2 separate regions of the Mus musculus genome follow, and region 2 is linked to region 1. A link is a contact called in public HiChIP or PLAC-seq data. All regions are on one chromosome and are shown on one strand. The core of a region is the stretch at or near the end of the contact, and the rest is flanking DNA. Distances in the headings are between cores, read along the strand shown.

Region 1 (2,700 bases), core at 196-2,695:
GTTGAGAACTACTGCTGTAAACCTTTGCTTTAAGTGGAATTATTCAGGTTAGTTACTTAGATACCAGGTAGCCAATTTTGAGTTAACATCAAACTTTACTAGTCACTTGGCCCTTGTTCATTTTTTATAGCCTTGCCCTTGCTGTGATTTCTGCTATTTGTCTTCAGGTTTAACTTATTAAGGCATTACCAATATTTAAGAAGGGGATCTGGGTTGGGAGGAGCCATCAGCAGAAAAGGCTTCCCCAGCTATGAGCCTTGCAAGCTACAGTATTAGCTGGCCTAGCAAACTATGCCCATGGACGTAATGGTGGTATGAATGATACAGGAATAATCAACTGTGGTTAGACTTAAGGCCTGGGAATAGAAAGAAGCTGTTACTGTAAACCCAAACCTGTCAGGATACTCTGGTGGAGTCAGCTTGTGAGGCAGAAATGCCAAAAAGCTGCTCATGAGAAATGAATTTCTAGGACTCTCCTCCTGGATATTCTGGCGAAAGCCAACTCTCCAGTTTGGATCGGTTTGTCAGGCGAAAAGCCTGGAAGCTGTTTCACGAGGATAAGAGTCCAGGGAAATTTTCCTCCCAGAGTTATGGCATCTCTTTCCCTAACCCATTATATTCAAATTTCCACCACATTAATCTAGTGTATAGATTCACGTGCACTCTATATAGTATTACCTTATAGTAAATGCCTTTTAAGATTGTATTCTAACATAGCTAAAGCCTTTTTCCAGTGTTCTTAGATTCCAGATAGCAGCAAGGAGTTTAACCTATTCAGTAACTAATTAAGCTGCATCATAAAACAATATAAACATCTGCTATTTACTCAGCTGTCTGTAGATAGAGACTAAAAGTCTCACTGAGATAGAAATCTTTTACTACAGGCTACATTCCATGTCAAGTATAAGTTGATATACTACCCTGATAAGGGGAAACTCTCCAGACAAGATAAGTTTTATTAGACCTAAGAATTTAGAGCTCTGTGATAGTGCATTACTCTTAAGGCCTGTCAAGAGTTAACAACCCCCTGATGCTTTTAACCTTAAAGTGTGAAATTCTTGCCTGGCATTAGGCTGATCCTAGGCAGGGCTTGTTATCCCTAATGTAAACATTTAATTAGTCCCTGTAAATTCCTTTCTGCTGTAACTGGTGAATTTCAGTGTATCTTGTCTTTTTGTGATTTGTATCCTCTGATAATTCGTTGTAATATAAGTCTGAAGCTCAACCAGAACATTACATTCAGATCCAACACCACCTGTGTATCTGTCTGTCACTTTTCACCCGACTTCTTTGCCCATCTGCCTAAGAAATCCCGTTCTTCACAGACCAGGGACCTAGAGGGTCTGTGGCACAAACCCATGGCCGGAAGCTCACAGGCACCAGGGGAGAATCTACTCTTGCTAAATGGACATACTATCAAAACACCTTCTGAATGCATCATTTCTATACCCATAGCTAAGTGTAGCTTCTTATCAGAGAAGTTTATGGAGTGGACAGCAATCAAAACATACACTAACAACTGGTCAACGTGCAGAGATTAAGTGTCTGTCAAATGATTAGCCACAAAGTGGACATCTGTATCACACCCTTTCACCCCAAAGGCTCAGAACATAGCCAAAGTGCATCGTGGAAAGATCCTTAGAGCCAAAGGCTGAGGAGTTCCGGGACAAAACAGTATCTTCTGGGCATGACAGGGCTGTTGCACCTATGAACTCATGGTAGCTTTTCTTGCCTACATAAGACCTATACAGGAGGGAGCCAGTGAACAAGTCAGCCCGGATTGTGGAGGAGCACACAAGCCAAAAGCAGAGGAGCCATTGACAGTTAATGGCTACTAGGGAGTCAGTTTTTCTTAGGGGTGTGGTTCCTGGGGTTGACCTTGAGCCAGTCAAGGATCCCATACCCATGTGTATATGGGCAGCACAGGTTGGATTAGGGAGAGAGAGAGAGAGCTGAGAGGGAGTGAGTCATGGAGGAATCCAGAAAGAGCTGGATGGGGAGTGGAGTGACTATAAGTAAAACATATGCTATGTATATATAAAATCCTTAAAGAATACATAAAAACAAAGGGGGGGGGTTGCACCATATACTGTGCAAATAAATGTTTTCTTAAAAATACTTTTAAAAAGAAAAGAGGTAAAAGAATATACGCCTTTGTTATCTGTAACCTTCTCCGGACCTCTTAAGTAATAAAATAAAATCCCATAGAGAATTTGATGGAATAGATCAACATTGAGGTTGACTTGGTACAGGTCAAGAAGGATTCGTTAGTCAGTTATTACACTATCAGTTTCTAAAATCATGGAAGCTGCGTTCTCCTACGGTCAAACCTGGACTGTTGGCTTCTGGCAAAGCAACATGGCTTAGGGAAGGGACAGAGAAAGTGAGTTAGATCTTACTGCAACTCGCTTCAGATCCTCGAACTTCAGTGCGGTGCCGCATACGAAGTTGGTACAGGATGTGTGGCACTTCAGTAAGGTCTCCAGTTCCAAGCAAGGGAGAGTCCTAGGCGAAACAGTGGCAAAGGTGGGAAAGCCCGGAGGCAGGCCTTGTTTGGCGGCTGTTAGCCGATCGCTCTAAATCCCCAGTTCCGTCAGAAGACACCCGCATTCCATTATGAGTCCGTACAGCCAGAGAATGCGGACACAGCTAACTAGGTCCACAAATGAGGGTGCGGATCAGGCCTGAGCCATCACAGTG
Region 2 (2,982 bases), core at 111-2,610, 140 kb before region 1:
TATCCCTCTCTACAAAGGCTCTAGCACGTTACTGGGACTGGATAGTGCTCCATTTCTGCTGTACGTGCTGTTTCCTGTTGGCACCTCAGTCTCAGGATTCAGAGTCTGGAAACACGCTTATAACTGGGAAGTCTATTTTATAACAATGCTGTGAAGCCAGCTTTTGGGGTTTGTGCTAGGAATTGAAGCTAGGGCCTCGTGCACTCCAGGGCAAGTGCTCTACTCACTAAACACTTTTCTGTTGAATGAGATTTTTCTTACCCTTTAAGGTGCTGTCTCCTAAAATAAAAACCTCGAGACTGTCCCTACTTGTTGCTCACACACACACACACTATTGCAAATCCCAAAGAGAGAAGGAAACAAGATATTCCAGTAATTAAGCAATCAGATCGGCTAAAAACGGAGGAAAGGTGATTTCAAAAGGAAATCGGTAGAGGTGCCAGGTATTGCAGAAATAGTTGCTATACTGAGATTTGTTTTCGGTTTTTACCTTGGCTTTTTTCTTAACTTTAACTTGCAAAGGTTTCATCTTGTACTGGTAGTGAGTTTTTTAGACCCAGAATTTTTCCATTTGCAACATGAAAGTAGCAGTCATGTTAGAGACCACACGCACTGGCGCTTGTTTCACGCATGATGACTGCCAGAGAATGGGGAAACTGGCTCATAAAAACACTTAATGTTGGTTTTGCTTTGTTTTAAAAAGATATGCATGTTTTAGTACTGTAAAAAGTTGGTGTGTTTTGGGCCAAGGAACCTAGCTCCAGTAGCAGAATATGTGGCTAAATTGCACAAGACTACCTGGCTCCAGTCCAGAGTCAATCAATCAAAGTCTGTCGGCTGGCAAGCACACCCTGCCCTCCCCCCTCATACTCACATTCACACATACTCACACACACACACACTCACACACACTGATGAAGTTTACTTCTGAGTCAGTCACATAGAAGGAAGCAGCGTTGAAGTAGAGACGTCCACATTCAGCTTTAAGGAAATAGAGACCTTGTTCTCCTTTCCAGAACTAAAACTTAGAAAGCCAGGATGGTGGCACACACCCATAATCCCAGCAGCAGGCTCAGGCACCAGGATCACAAGTGTGAAGTCAGATGAGGCAACAGAAAATGCAAATCCAGCCTGTCTCAAAACTGAAGCAAAAGTGCAGGAGTACAAAACCACAGACCGTGTTTTAAGCATGGTCTCTGTAAATGTTCCTAGCTATCCTAACTTCGAGCTTCTTTTTAATCTACTCAGAGTGGGTTCTAGGCCAAGTCTGTACCTCCTGCCATGTGTAATAGCCTGTGATTCTAGCACTTGAAAGGCTGGGGTAAGAGGCTTTCTACAAGGCGAGGCCATTCAGGGCTGCATGGTGAAATTCCATCTCCACTTGATACTCTAATCATTTCTCAGTTGTTCAGTGTTCAGGCGTGGCCAGTGGGCAGCATGGATGTAGGCCATTCCTTCAGTGCAGAAAACTGTGCCAGAAAAGGAAAGAAAATACAGGTCAGCTCACTAGAAGTTGCTAAAGGGATTAACAGGTGAAAAGTATTTCTTATAAAAGTTTTATACCAATATTTTGGCCTTGGGAAAAGAAATGAAAGCCTCATATTGTGACTTTTTTAGTATACTCTTCCCAACAAATTATCAATGAGTTATCAATTGATATAATTAAATCATTTTATAAATTATTTCATAATATTTTCACTCATTTCTTCCTTTCATATTTTTAAATTGACATTAGTTGTCATCCAGGAGAAACTGATAATAAATATTTAACTTATACTCAAATAAAAGTTAGTTAGCATCATAGCCCTATATTATTTAAATCTATTTATATCTTATGAAAGTCACCGTTTCTGCCCTATAAGCTGTACATTCATGATTGGCTGTCTTCTACTTCAAAAGTACAGTCAGGGCCAAGTCGTTAGGTTACTCGGCCCCCAGCTCGTACCTGCTTCAGTGGTGAATCAGCCAACCTTTTCTGAATGAAGCAGACATTTGCTGTTACAGAATATGATTAACTATGAAAGTATTAGAAATGTGAACTGAGTTTCCTTCACTATACTAAAGTACTTCATTTAATTTAAAGGATTATGCTGAACGTTTTCAAATCAAACTAAGGGACGTCTTTTAAAAGTGTCTGACTCTGTTAGTTTTGTTTTGTTTTTTGCTTTTCTGGAGTTTTGCAGTATTGGAGATCCAACCTAAGGCCTTGCATACTAGAATACTTTAGTGATCATATTTTTTTTTTATTTGGAGGCATCTCTCTTTTTAGCCTCGGCTGGCCCAGAACTTCCTCAGCTCCTCCTGCCTCCGCCTCCTGAGTACCAGGGTTAGAGGTGTAGAGGTGTGCTCTACCACTCTCGGCTAAGACTGAGCTTAGTGAAGCCTTTCCTGCCCAGGCGTGATCGCACTTTCTCTTTCTCGTCTGCGTTGATGATCAGGCAGCAGAATCAGAACATTATTGTCAATTTCCAAACAAGTCACGGGGTCGTTACTGTAACTCAGTACAGAAGAGCAAATGGTAGGAGTTCATTCTTTTGTTTTCTCGGGAGCCTAATTGAATATGTATTCTACAAAGACTCATTAGTCACGGATAATTTCAGTATGTTCTAAGTGACATCTTATTATAAATGTAGAAAATGGCTGTACACAGATGCCAATCAGAGACCTGGCACTTAACTTTCATAACAATTTACTTGTTTTCTTTTTTCCCATAGATTTAGTTATTTGCAATTAAGATGTACTAAAATATCATTGTCATTCCTAATTTTGGCATTTATGGATTCTATAATTCATAATAATTTGTACTGTGAAGAATAACTTCCAGGTTTGTTGCAGTTCTCTCATTGTTAGGTTGCCAGCCGTTTATAACGTCCCTCCTTTGTTCTGTAAGAGATTCCCCCTCTGGCTGACAATTCAGTCGAGAGTTCTGAGGATATATTCCTCATCATCGTAATCTAGAAACGATGTCCACTTTGGGCTCTG

What was found. HiChIP or PLAC-seq counts read pairs in DNA pulled down with a chosen protein or histone mark.
Region 2: a contact with region 1 is called in a FOXA1 HiChIP or PLAC-seq map of pancreatic cancer cells. The contact joins two enhancer-like sites. A contact is called at or near these places in 1 of 115 datasets of contacts at active chromatin or transcription factors (pancreatic cancer cells) and 1 of 9 other capture datasets (embryonic stem cells).

The regions. Positions count from the first base shown.
Region 1 is chr8:25,886,511-25,889,210 of GRCm38.p6, reverse strand. Kcnu1 (potassium channel, subfamily U, member 1) reads right to left here. Exons shown (of 27, transcript NM_008432.3): 11 at 2,400-2,505. Among named protein-coding and RNA genes, the nearest start is that of Kcnu1, 38 kb to the right of the region's middle. Within about 2 kb of position 1,445, at least 11 of the 459 cell types and tissues checked have an H3K27ac peak or open chromatin away from gene starts, as enhancers often do. A contact at or near this core is called in pancreatic cancer cells, where this site is marked.
Region 2 is chr8:26,021,854-26,024,835 of GRCm38.p6, reverse strand. Hook3 (hook microtubule tethering protein 3) reads left to right here. Exons shown (of 22, transcript NM_207659.3): 22 at 1-2,982. Among named protein-coding and RNA genes, the nearest start is that of Fnta, 7.7 kb to the right of the region's middle. Within about 2 kb of position 1,360, at least 58 of the 459 cell types and tissues checked have an H3K27ac peak or open chromatin away from gene starts, as enhancers often do. A contact at or near this core is called in pancreatic cancer cells, where this site is marked.